Regions from separate parts of the Mus musculus genome. Here regions 1, 2 and 4 are each linked to region 3. A link is a contact called in public promoter capture Hi-C data. All regions are on one chromosome and are shown on one strand. The core of a region is the stretch at or near the end of the contact, and the rest is flanking DNA. Distances in the headings are between cores, read along the strand shown. Region 1 holds the start of Hpcal4 (hippocalcin-like 4). Region 2 holds the start of Bmp8a (bone morphogenetic protein 8a). Region 3 holds the start of Zmpste24 (zinc metallopeptidase, STE24). Region 4 holds the start of Heyl (hairy/enhancer-of-split related with YRPW motif-like).

What was found. Promoter capture Hi-C pulls out the DNA fragments that hold promoters and counts their contacts.
Region 1: a promoter capture Hi-C map of hippocampal neurons shows a contact between it and region 3, with 6 times the contacts expected there. The contact joins the promoter of Hpcal4 here to the promoter of Zmpste24 in region 3. A contact is called at or near these places in 2 of 39 promoter capture datasets (cranial neural crest and hippocampal neurons).
Region 2: a contact with region 3 is called in a promoter capture Hi-C map of pre-B cells, with 5 times the contacts expected there. The contact joins the promoter of Bmp8a here to the promoter of Zmpste24 in region 3. A contact is called at or near these places in 3 of 39 promoter capture datasets (cranial neural crest, frontonasal cranial neural crest and pre-B cells).
Region 4: a contact with region 3 is called in a promoter capture Hi-C map of pre-B cells, with 4 times the contacts expected there. The contact joins the promoter of Heyl here to the promoter of Zmpste24 in region 3. A contact is called at or near these places in 8 of 39 promoter capture datasets (the 3T3-L1 cell line, cranial neural crest, embryonic stem cells and 5 more) and 1 of 115 datasets of contacts at active chromatin or transcription factors (large pre-B cells).

Annotation. Positions count from the first base shown.
Region 1 is chr4:123,181,720-123,184,936 of GRCm38.p6, forward strand. Hpcal4 (hippocalcin-like 4) reads left to right here and starts at 1,785. Exons shown (of 5, transcript NM_174998.4): 1 at 1,785-1,905; 2 at 2,034-2,137.
Region 2 is chr4:123,341,949-123,345,172 of GRCm38.p6, forward strand. It overlaps Bmp8a (bone morphogenetic protein 8a), which reads right to left and starts at 1,304. Exons shown (of 7, transcript NM_007558.3): 1 at 436-1,304. The coding sequence starts at 760.
Region 3 is chr4:121,096,841-121,099,766 of GRCm38.p6, forward strand. Zmpste24 (zinc metallopeptidase, STE24) reads right to left here and starts at 1,370. Exons shown (of 10, transcript NM_172700.3): 1 at 1,037-1,370. The coding sequence starts at 1,159.
Region 4 is chr4:123,231,824-123,235,009 of GRCm38.p6, forward strand. Heyl (hairy/enhancer-of-split related with YRPW motif-like) reads left to right here and starts at 1,733. Exons shown (of 5, transcript NM_013905.3): 1 at 1,733-2,123. The coding sequence starts at 2,044.

The DNA.
Region 1 (3,217 bases), core at 535-3,034, 2.1 Mb after region 3:
TCCAAGGAAAGCCCTTGGATTCATGTCTCTATAATTCTAAAACAATCACACTTCCTTTATTCTCCTTCTCTTCTCTCCACTGAGTCTCTAGTACCAGCTCCCACATTATACAGACTGGGAGGTCGTGGATGAGGGAGGGCTTGCTTGAGATCATATGAGGGTCCCTAGAAACAACCAGACTCCATTTTAGGTGTTCAGGTATCACTTCCAGCAACCCATATTCTCCTCACTTCCCTGCACGTTGGGTTATAGTTAACTGTAACCAAGCACTCTTGCTTACCACTTGAGGGTTTAAAGCACGGAAGGTACCCGAGAAGGACTTAAGGCTTTTAAGGAACTTCATGAGTCACCAACCAAAGATGCCATGGATGTATCTCCTCTTTGACTCGAACACGGAGCTCCCAACCGTATGCTGCAACCCCAGAGAGAAGGCATATCCAGCTGCTAGAACGGGACAGCGCAACTGGCTTAAGAGGAAATGGATAGCTCTCATAAGGAAGACGCGGGTCCTACTGGTTTCCCCTGGCTGTGCTTTGTTTGGGAGTTTCTAAGACCAAATCTCCAAAAACCGGTTCTTTGCCTGTCCTTAGTCCCCCAAACAGCGCTCATCTCCACCATTTGCTGCCTGGACAGAAATCCGGCCTCTTCTGCATCTGCAATCCCATTTAACCAATCCCCCACGCGTCCCGCCCCCACTTTTGGTAGATCCCTTGAAGTCCCTCCTCCGCACGTGGCCCAGCCCAGGGATCTCTGCTCCCCTTTCGCCCTGAGTTTGGCGTTAGAGCTCTTTCCCACCACCTTGGGTTGTGAGCTCTCAGACACCAGTACATCCGTGGCGACTGAGCGGGCTGTGACGAGACCCCCAAGTGCGGAAAGGAGGTGTTTTCGCCTCCCTGAAACCTTCCAGACCCGTTCAGTGTAAACCGCCTCTGGTTTGTGTCAACATCCGAGGCCGGAGACTGGCGGCGGCTGGGAACCGGCTCCATCTAAGCGACGGGAATGCGGGAGGGTGGGGAATGGAGCAATGCTTGGCGTACTGTAAAGGCTCCTTCTGGAGGAGAACCAACAAGTCTTTTTAGGGGTCCTCGAGAAGTAAGGATAGAGCCTGACAAGAGATCTGACTTAGAGTTGTGGGGGTGGCTGGAGGGAGCCCACGCCCTCGTGTGTCTAGGTAGAGGATACTTCCACATCCACCCAGCTCGTGCCGCACCCACCCTCCCCTCTGCTAAACGGCGGGAGAGGAGTGGGTGTGGAGGGGCACTGGTGCAAAGCCGCGAGTTCTTGACCACCCCATCTCCCCTTTTCCACCTTGCCACTCCGCAGCTCCTCATTGATCCCCTCCAGGTACGGGCAGGACAAGAGACGGGGTCGCATCTTATGAATCACCCCCTATCTTACCCCCACCCCCGCTGGGGCCCAGGAAGAGAAGGCTTAGAAATTCAACTGTGGTTCTTCTGTTCCCATAGCAACGGTGCGGTTGTTTTTTGCGAATCCACTTTAATCATCGGTACTTTTCGCTCCAAACTGTGACCCAGGCTCTGAGCCTCAGGGTTGAGGAACAGATGGGGGTACAGCCCTCTACAATCCTGGCGACTCCGGGAAGGTCAGCGCGGGCGGACGGGCGGGGCGCGCTCTTGTGGTAGCCTAGACTCACAGGCCACCCCATCCCCACCTGAAACCCTGCCTGTCACTCGGTGCCAGCCGAACCAATCGATGTCCAAAGTTGCTGAGAGGAGGCGGGTCTTATGCAAATCGTGTCGCCTTCGAGAAGCAAATAGTGATACAAGAACTGGGGAGGCGGCTCCGACGCGGACCCTACAGAGCCTGTCGTCCGCCTGATAGCCAGCCTTGTCCCCGCGGCCGCCCAAGCTCGGAGCCATCTAGCGACTCGGCGAGCGGCCTCAGGTAATGAGGGTGGGGCCGGGCCCTAGAAGCAACCTCGCGGGGCGGAGGCCCTGAGCCCCTCCTCCTCCGCCTTCCACTCCCATCCTCATCTGCTCAGATCCATCTTTCTGACCCTGGGTCTGTCATAGGTGGACAGCCATCTGGGAAGCCCGCCTTGGGCCAGGAACTTTCACTTCAAGCCGGGTCTCCAGTTCAAGAAGGAGGTACAGCTGCCTCCTTACCCCCAGCTCAGGTAAGAACAACCATTCCTCTGGCTCCAGTGCAAACACACGCGCACGCGCGCGCACACACACACACACACACACACACACTCTTACTTGGGGGTGTGTGGTGTCACTGGTGCTAGAAGAGAGGTTTCAGTCACCCTGTGTTCTCTTGCCTCTAGAACCAAGCCTCATGGAAACCTCTACTTGGAGGTAGCCCACACCGACACCAATAGTTCACTGTCATTCCCATCTCAGGGTCTTGTTCCCCAAAAGACCTCGATAGCAAATTCATTCTCTGACTACACTCTCTCTGCCCCTTATGCTGACAGCTCACAGCATACCTAAGGAAAGGATGAAGACCCCTGAGGCTCCTACTCCAGACCCATTCACCATCTCCCTTCTAGTAGCCTCCCAACTAGACAGGGGTTCCACACTCTTCTTCCTTTATCTTGCTTGGAGCATAAACCAGGGTTGCTCCTCCCAGAAGACCACCCCATAGCTCTAGCCTTTAAACCTCATCATCCCTCACACAGGAACGCACCAGGTCCTCTCTCTGTAACCCGGTCTTCTCTGTTCCTTTTGTGCCTGTTGCTCCCTCTCTCGGCTTCCTGTTGTTTGCAGAGATGAAGCCAAAGATGAGTCCATGTGGGCTCATTTTCTCCTTTCCCTATGTCTGAATGAGAAAGCAGAAGAGTGCAAGCCTTGCCTTCGCCTCGATCTCTGCTTGACTTTAGCCAAGGCTTTTCCCTCTCAGATTCTTCATGAGATAGGCAAAGAGCAGGACAGAGGAGGGTTCGATGAGATGGTCTTGAGTAGCCTTCCAGGTCTGACATATTCTGGTTCCACAGCTGATTACAGGAGAACAAAGCCCTGTTCAAACCATTAGGATATTTCTCAGAGGAGACCTGAGAGGCCCCATCCATCACTGTAGGGACATCCTTTTCACTCAGGCCAAGGTTCAGGCTACTCCCTCCTACATATCCTACAGCCTCATTCTCTTAGGGGCCTTTCCAGACCACCAGGCCACCCTGGCATGAAAGCTCCAAATTATAGGTGGTCAACACAGCTCACCTTGTATGAGTCACTTTTGCCTTTTATTATGAAGG
Region 2 (3,224 bases), core at 54-2,553, 2.2 Mb after region 3:
CCCCACCCAGTCACCCACAGAAAGAGCCCGCTGTCCGGGCGTGAGGGTCAGCTCTGGTCATTTTGATATGACCACAGGTTTCCACACTGAACTTTGTCCCTCCCTCTCTTCAGGGCTGCGTTTATCACAGTGACAGCATCACGGTCTGGTTACTCATCAGTATACCCAGGACTGTTTTCCGATGCTACCTAGGGGACCTGGACATCTCCAGATCCCAACTCCTGGGTGCCTTAGTGGGGCAAAGACCCTGGGCACAGGCGCAAAAAACGGACCTTCCAATCCTGATCTCCTGCAGTCGCCCCTCCCTGTGGTTTTACTGAACCATGGCTCCCTGTCCCAGGGGCCTTGTATTACCCGAGGGCATCATCCCCCGACAGGCGGCCACCCTCTCCTCCACCTACCGCCCCATCCGGATCCCTGACGCCCTGCACTCACCCATGTTGACGAAGCTCATGACCAGGTCGGCACGGCCTAAGTGAGCCTGTGGTGGCCCGCCGTCGTCGTCATCGGTCATGGCGTGGTATAGGTCCAACATGAAGAGGGGCGCGGACGCTGGCTGCCGGGCAGCGGCGGGTTGTGCACGGGGTCGGGGCCGTCCCGGTAGCCCGAGCACCGCCAGGATTTCACGCTGCATGTCGCGGCGCTCGCGCGCTCCCAGGCGACGCTGGGGACAGGTGTGCGGGGGACGCGGACCGTGGCCGCCTCCCAGCGCGCACAGAGCAAGGCCCAATAGCCAGAGTGGCCCGGGACGCATAGCCATCTCGGACTTTCAGCCGGCGCGCATCCACTGGTAGCTGGTCGGGCTCGGGCGCTACGCCCAGACGGGGAGGACCAGACGGCGCACCTGTCGCTGGCAGCTTTACAGCAGCTGCTCACCACGCACTCGGCAGGCGATCGCCGCGTCGGTAGGTCCCTCAGAGCAACGTGGGCTCTCACGGCGCTGACTTGCGAGTGTCCGCAGGAGGACTTTGGTGGCAGCTCAGACCGCCGAGCGCTCTTCCTCGGCCCCGCCCCTTCCCCGACCAGCCAATGGGATCACGGGGGCGGGTCCGAGTGCGGAAAGACGCCTGGGGATGGTCGCACTACTACTTGTGCGCGAAGTGGTGGGAGCCGCCTGGTGCACCCGTAGGTGGGAACGAACGGGCTGAAGAGAGGCCTTTAAGGGTGTCTTGGGTCCCCATCCAGCTTCCGGGGCTCATACCTGGCTACACGAGGAGACATTGGGGCCTCTGAAGCAGGCACCAGGGTGGGATCCTGAGTCCCGGAGCAGCGGTAGGACCCGTAGTGTCTCACCTTCTGCTCTGGAAGTCTCTGCATGCGCCCCTAGTTCCGGCCGTCGGGGCGGGGCGGGTGCCAGCAGTGCAGCGAGGGTGGGGCACACATTCCGTTGCCAGCAGGAACCAGGGCCCAGCCCCCGCTACTCCTCCGCTCCAGACTTCTTCTTCACCCAGCGGTTCCCTTTGTAGATCCAACCCAGGATAGGGCTCTGAGCCTCCTGAAGTAGGGTCACCTTCGCTTATCTCATTTGTGACAACTCCCCAGGGGCTTGCAAGAAAGAGACCTTGCAAAAACTCCCTGACTGGTTCCGCCCCTTTATGCACTCCGGCCTCCCAAGGCGGCTGCCACAGCACTGATACAGACCATAAAGGTGTTGGTGTGGCTCAAGTGGAGCAGCGAAAGAGCTCCGGGAGGCTGGAAGGAATAGAACAGGAAAGACGGAAGTCAGTAGGAGGAAAGCACCCAGCAGAGGGACTGGCTGTGTCAAGACTGGGAGTGTCATAATGACAGGTAACAGGGCTTTCAGACCTATTAGTGTTTACAAGCCACTATAGGCACACAGCTGCCTCTTTTCCTTTTCTTCTTCCTTTTTTTACCCCTCTCTTTCTTTCTTAGCTTACACAAAGCAATTTATTAACAAAATAATTTTTGAGAAATTCTGTTCACAGATCACGATGATCCCCCTTCCTTCAAGTTCTGTCACACGGGATGGGAGTGACAACCTCAACCTGCCTAATCTTCACATTCCTGAACAAACAAGAGCGCTGAGGGTTGACTGGGCTCCAGATCCAGGGGGTCTTGGATCTGTTTCCACCTGCGGTCTGGAGTTTGATACGAGGGCAATGGCGCCCAGCTCCTTGCACCTCTGGTCCATATCGGTAACATCACTGAAGGATGTAAAGATACAGTAGACACCGAATACATTCTGTCCTTCAGCCACTTGAGGTCTAAGACCGATAGCTTGTTTTTTTCCTTCCCCTTGGGAGGTGCTATTTCTGAATGTCTTCTCCAGATTTCTATACCAGCCCTGCCCCGCTCTGAGGTAGGTTCTCACAATGTAGCATTGGCGGACCTGGAACTTGACCTATAGAACAGGCTGGCCTCAAACTCATAGATATGCCTGCCTATCCCTGCCTCTGGGATTATGGCATGTGCTACTGTGCCCCACAAAGGCTTAAAACAAAACAAAACAAACAAACAAACAAACAAAAAACCGGGAAACCTGAGTGCTAAGCACTTTACCTCAGGTCAGCCTTCATGTGGTTGTTTGGAATTGAATTTTTAGGACCTCTACTTGCTCTGGTCAACCCCTCTTGCTCTGGCCAACTCTGCTCTCTCTCTCTCTTTTTTTAAAGATTTATTTATTTATTGTATTTAAGTATACTGTAGCTGTCTTCAGACACCCCAGGAAGGGGCATCAGATCTCATTATGGATGGTTGTGAGCCACCATGTGGTTGCTGAGATTTGAACTCAGGACCTTTGGAAGAGCAGTCAGTGCTCTTAACCACTGAGCCATTTCTCCAGCCCCCAACTCTGCTCTCTTAGTCTCTTCCAGCTCAAAGATTTATTTATCATTATATATAAGTACACTGTAGCTGACTTCAGATGCACCAGAAGAGAGCATCAGATCTCATTACGGATGGTAGTGAGCCACCATGTGGTTGCTGAGATTTGAACTCAGAACCTTGGGAAGAGCAATCAGTGCTCTTACCCGCTGAGCCATCTCACCAGCCCATTTTTCTTTTTTCTTAAATGTGTGCACCTCCTGTGTGCAAGTGTCCTCTGACGCCAGAAGAGGGCGATTGGAATTACAGCCCATTGTGAGCCACCTGATGTTCTGGCAACTAAACCCAGATTTCTCCAGTCTTGTTTCAAAGTTTCAGGTATCAACTCAACCCTTCAAATAAGCATGTGCAGTCTGTCTTTTATCCAACAGGTCAATTTC
Region 3 (2,926 bases), core at 120-2,619:
GCCTGGTCTACAGAGTGAGTTCCAGGACAGCCAGGGCTATACAGAGAAACCCTGTCTCAAAAAACAAAAAACAAAAAAACCAAAAAAAAAAAAAAAATTTCAAACTTGCAATCCGGAGAGTCACGAAGGGCTGGGAAATGTAGTTCAGTGGGAGAGCACTTGCCTGGCAAAGAAACTCACATACAGTGTAAGTTAGAAGAAAACTGCAGACGAAAAGGACTGCAGAGCTCAAGAAATAGGTCCAGCAGTTAAAGGGGAAGGTTCTCAAGGACGACACAGACGAGTGTTGTCCAAACTTAGACACTGCAGAGCAGGCATAGACCTGCATAAGTTTGACGGCAGGGCTGTCCTTTCCTTTTATTAGACACCAACAGGCTTGGGACCCATTATAATGTTGCAGATAACTTGTTTTGTTGTTTCAAAGTCCATCTCACTAAAACGTTCACATTTCGAATTAAACTGTTAATTATGGCTATCTCCATGGAAAACTGTTAGCTTTTCTACTGCACTATTTAACGTTTTAAACAAAAAACCCAAAGAGAAATTTTAATGAAACACACACACATTGTGGCCCCAAACAACATTTGCTCTAATGAGGATTTTCAAACGGCGTGCGAGTCTTTGGAACGGTTGCAAAGTGAGGTTGAGCATGGTAACATCAATATCATGGGAAGTTATTATTCTACAAATTTAGCACCTCCACTTAGAAAGCCTATACCAACGAGGCTTGGTCAAGTCCCGGTCCAAAGATTCTTAAGACGCTGTAAAGCAGGCATAGACATGCTCAAGTTTGGCGGTAGGGCAGTTCTTCCCTTTCATTAGCCGCTTACAGGCTTGGGTCCCATTACAACGTTGCAAACAACTTCTGCCTTTCCAAAAACTCCTCAAAGCGGCAGTCACCATTAGGAAAAGTTAGGAAGCTCACCGGGGGTTACGGTTTGCTACATCCGGGCAAACACTAAGGGGCTTGGGTAGAGGCTCGGGCTGGCCTAAGGCTGTCCAGGGGCTCAGCCGGGGGAGACACGTCAATGCTCACCTGCCGCTGTGCTAGGAAGGTCTCCCAAAGATACACCGTCCAGGAAAAGAGCAACACCGCCCCGAAGATTCGCTTCTCCGCAGGGAAGTCCCACATAGCGTCCACCGATGCCCACATCCCCATCGTCACCCTATCTCACCCGCTCCTTTAGCGTGCACCGGTGCCTCAGCGACACGCGTCCCTCGGAGAGTGCCAGCGGTGTCACAACAATACGGGTCCCTTCCGAGGGCTTCTTCAGACGCCCATTCCCTCAGCTTTGCCAGAAGTGTCACAAAGACACGATTCCCTCCAGCCTTACTCTTCAAGGACCTACTTATTTCTGCTAGAATAAGACGCCCCACCTTCCTCACTTCCGCCTGAAGAATGAGCAGCGGTGCACCTGAAATATCCCTCCGGATTCTGTGTGCAGGGATCCAATTCAAAGGTTCCGGCCTTCTTCCTGGGAACGTCAGTGTGGTCGCCGCCTCTCCTTTGCTTTGGCGGGTTACCAGAGAGGGCAATGGACCCCGGTGCTTAACCGGACCGGATAAGCCGGGTCATAGAAATATTCCCTCTAGAAGTAGCTGGGAAGGATGAGAGAGGCTCTAAAACTTTTCCTTCCTTCTATTTAGTGCCGTTCAAAGGTTAGATGTGCATCTCCAGGATAACTAACCAAACGAGGCATTTGGGGTTGTTTGGCTTGTCTTCGAAAGTTCTGGTTTTGGGAATATTAGAGATGAAAATGACTCTAGTGATTAGGATTTTCATTTACACATTTCATCTCATCCTCCCCAAGTGAAGTCAGAAGAGGCATTTACCTGTGAGTCCTGGGACTGCATTTCTAACCTCAAACAGGCAGGCTTGGTAGCCACTGCCTTTAAGCCTAGCAAGACCTTGTTTCAGACACACACTACCACCACCACCACTACCACCACCACCACACATCACCACACACCATCACAGCTCAGTACCTTTGCCTTGGAATTCAACAATGAAATAGGGTCACTATGGCCCCTGTTACTACTTTGACTTTACTTGAAACGTGAAGCCAGAATTTTTCTGACCACAAAGTAAATGTTATTTAATTAATAGTTTCTATGAACTAATAGCACTTTGTATAAACATTATTTATAGTGAATTGCGAAATCTTTAGCTCCAATTAAAATATGTAGCTCCAATTTAAAATATGGTGAGATTGTGATGCTAAAGATGTTGAGATTAAGGTTTCAAATTTCTCAACCATGACTAAATTTATCTGCATGAGCGTAATCAGTAGAAGTTACTTGACAAAGTGAATTACTTCAATATAGGATCACAGATTCTTTGGCAACCAAAAGTTCTTTTGGGGGATTTTTTGCTTTCAGCAAAATTACTGATTGAACTGTTAGCTGAACTTTGAGTTTTGTTCATGGGCCTGGGAAATATTTTGTACTTGATTGGGTGTAAGGCAAATGGCATGAAAACAGGGATCACAGGCAAGTAGAGACATAGCTCTAACAAGTGCCATTTCCTCAGGTAGAAGGTCTTCAGAGAGGAGGCTTCGTCCCTGTCCTCCTTTTCCATGGCTGGTTGGATGTTTTGTACTGGCACCCATCATGGTGTTGTAGAGTCCTGTGGAAAAACACAAGCATAGCCTAGCCCTTGTGTCAACAAAGGGTGGATGCCACTGTGATGTTAGGGACTCTCTCCATTGTACCAATGGAAGAGTGGTATTCCTAGGTAGGTAAGCCCAATGTTTATAGGTAGGGCTTAATCCCTGATCAAAGGTGAGGAAGTTTAGGTGAAAATGGGCCTCTGCCAGGGCCAGGGGAAGGTCATGTTTGGATTCAGGGGAGGTAAACTGAGTCAGCAAGTCCTTTAGAGTCTGAGTGGACCTTTCTACTATCCTCTGACCTTGAGGGTTATAAGGAA
Region 4 (3,186 bases), core at 483-2,982, 2.1 Mb after region 3:
TCTCAACCTGTGGGCTGAGACCCTTTGGGGATTGAACAACCTTCTCACAAGGGTTGCCTAAGACCATAAAAGAAAACACAGATATTTACATTATGATTCATAACAGTAGCAAAATTATAGTTATGAAGTAGCAATGAAAATAATTTTATGGTTGGGGGTCACCACAGCATGAAGCTTTGTATTAAAGGGTCACAGCACTAAGAAGGCTGAGAACCACTGGCTTAGGTACCTTTCCAGCTGCTGTGAGAAGCACTCACCAAACAGTAACTAACAGGCTCCGCCGCCTCTCCATCCATTTGCCCTCTCCCAAAGCTTTAAAGGCCGTCCATTACCTAATGACTTCCAAACTTAAATCTCTTTGCCGAACCCCATAGTCCCTATTTAACTGTGCAGTGTATTTTGAGGACCTGGGACGTCTCTCGAGAACATGCCTACCTCAGAGCCCTTACCTTCCCCTGCAAATCTGCCAGCCCTTTCTCTCTCAGCCAATCACATAGAGCAAACAAGTATCTGCCTTTCTAGGAAATGCCTAGTGCACACATTGGGCACTCTTCACACTGGTTGAGGTTCTCACTGTTTTGGCAGGTGCCCACAGAAATTATGTGAGTGCTGAGGGCATTTGGAACAGGAGAATTGGTGCTTGCGGCTGCGGTGGCCAGCAGAGTTTCCTGATGGCGACCGTTCATGCCAGTCCTATCTGGTCATCTATGAGCATGATAAGTTTCTGTGCTTGGCCAAGTGGTTACGTGTGGGTCTGAGTGGCAAGAGGCCTGTTCTTTCCCATCAGGAAGTATCTGCAAGCAGAGCTGACTATGGTGAAAGTGTGTGTAGTCAGCTTCAGGTGACCAACCCCACTTCCCTACACCAAAAGCTGGCTTTCTTTTGTGCCTGTCCCAGTGAGCAGAACAAAGGGAGAGGACTCCTCTGGTGCCCTGCCCACCACACCCACCTCCACCATCTCCCTGCCGCCCCTGCAAGAAGTTTGCTCTCCTCCCTCAGCTTCCCTCTGCACTTCTCTGCGTACGATGACCTGGGAGGATGGCAGCTGAATCTCTAGGCACAAGGACAGGAACTCTCACTGACTAAATAGTTGTCTGTGGTCAGACAGGCTCCCCCAGAAAGAGAAGCCGAAGGCTCCTTTCCTCTCTTCCTCTCCCTGGTGCCTGCCAGGACAGCTGTCATTAAATGAACTGGGGTGACTCCCAGGGATACCCCACCAACCACCACACCCTACCTACCTTCTCCATTCCTGTGCTCCCTCCCACAAGTCAGAAGCTCAAAGATCTTGGCCACTGTAAAGTCAGCACTTGGGATGCAGAGGCAGGAGGGTCAGGGATCAGTAGTTCAAGGTCATCTTCTGCTACACATCAAGTTCAATGCCACTTTGGGTTCTATGACCCTGTCTCCCCTCCTCCAGCCTTCTCAGCTGGCAAGCAGCAGCCACCCCTTTGGGGGTTCACCAAAGGACTTCGAAGTTCTGAGCATCCCACAGTGCACGTAGCTTCCCCAATACACACACACACACACACACACACCACAAACTTTGGTCCCCTATAGAAGGAGTGACTGAAGAATTACTTCCAAGGGGTCACAGGCACCCCCAGTAACCTTTCCAAACCTATCTGCCCTCCCTGCATGCCCTGGAGCAGGAAGGTACAGGTCTGACCCTTATAAAAAGCTGAGGCACTGCAAAGCGAAGTCTGTCGCACAGAACTAGGGACAGATCCGGATTCTCTGGGCTTCCCCGTGGGGCCTCCCAGGGCACCTGCCCAAGGCCACCCAGAGCGCCAGCCCAGGCAGCGCCGGTGGAGCGGAGCCGGACCTCCCAGCGGCCGATGGGGGCGGTGACCGCCCGGGGCCTTCCCACGGTTCGGTGGCGCGTCACCGCGGGGGCGAGGGGGCGCCGGGGCGCCCCGGGCTGCGGTGCAGGAAAGGGCCCTGGGAAAGGGCGGCGTCGGCTCCCGGGCCGGGGCGGGGCTGAGGCGGGGCCCAACAACCAACTCCAGGGATCGCAGGGCTGGGACCCCGCAGCCAGCTTTCGGCATGAAGCGGCCCAGGGCGCCCAGTGGCTCCGACGGCGAGTCTGATGGACCCATCGATGTGGGTCAAGAGAACGATCTTAGGTAAGACAGGGTGGAGCGAGGGCCGTCCGGGGGTGAGAAAGTCCAGCACACTCAAGTTTGTGCGCAGCCCTCAGGTGTCAGCCAAGATGCGGGGGCGTGTGCAGCGACTCCAGTGCGTCCATAGCACCAATGCGGCAGATTCCTGAGTACCCTGAACCATAACACCCTGAACCAACTATGGTTCAGGGAGCTGGGATGGGAGGACAGTTCAGCTGGAGGATATTCTGTCGTTTGGCTACCCCCAGGGACGCCCCTGAGAAGTTTTCCTGCAGACCTAGGAAACCTTCATAGATGTAGATACCGCATTCCATTGCCCATAGTTTGTCTACTATGAAGACTTCTGTACTTTTCCAATTTCACTCTTCTTTGGGAACAGTTTTCACATAGTACACAAAAGGACTGGGGGCTGTGTCCTTTTCGCTTTGAGCATACTGGGATTTGTGTTTAGGTACTGAGGGAAATAATAGCCAACTTGCAAAAGCCTAGACTCCAATCTTCAGCACCCCTTCCACCAAACCACCAAGCCGCCAATGCAGTTTCTTTTTTGTTAAATAATCTAACTTCTAACCTGTGGAACAAACTGAACTTGTACAATCCTTGCTACCTATCAGCTCGGTGACTCCATAAGCTTCAGTTTTCTGGTCTATAAAATGGGTATACATGATGAAGCTAGCTTCATAGCGGGTGTAGACATCAAACGGAAGAATGTCAAGGCCTTAGCAGTAGTTCATGGTGAGTGCTTAGTGGTGTCAGGCTCTAAGTCTCCAGGCCTTGCCACCCAGCCCACAACCGCCACCAACTCACCTTAGAGCTTTTCCTTTCCTTCCCTTTCTTCTTTCCATTCTTCCTCCCCCTCCTCTTCTTCCTTCTTCCTTTTTCTTCATCCACTGCTAGGGATTGGATCCAGATCCTGGTGCATGCTACCCAAGTGCCCTGTCACCATGCAGTTCTGAGCCTTCGGTTCCCCTGCCTAGGCCTGTTTCCACATAGAGAAGAGGATGCGAATGGAAAGAAAAGGAACCGGCCTCTGGAGCAGGTGTCTCTCTTGCTCTACTAAACCTTA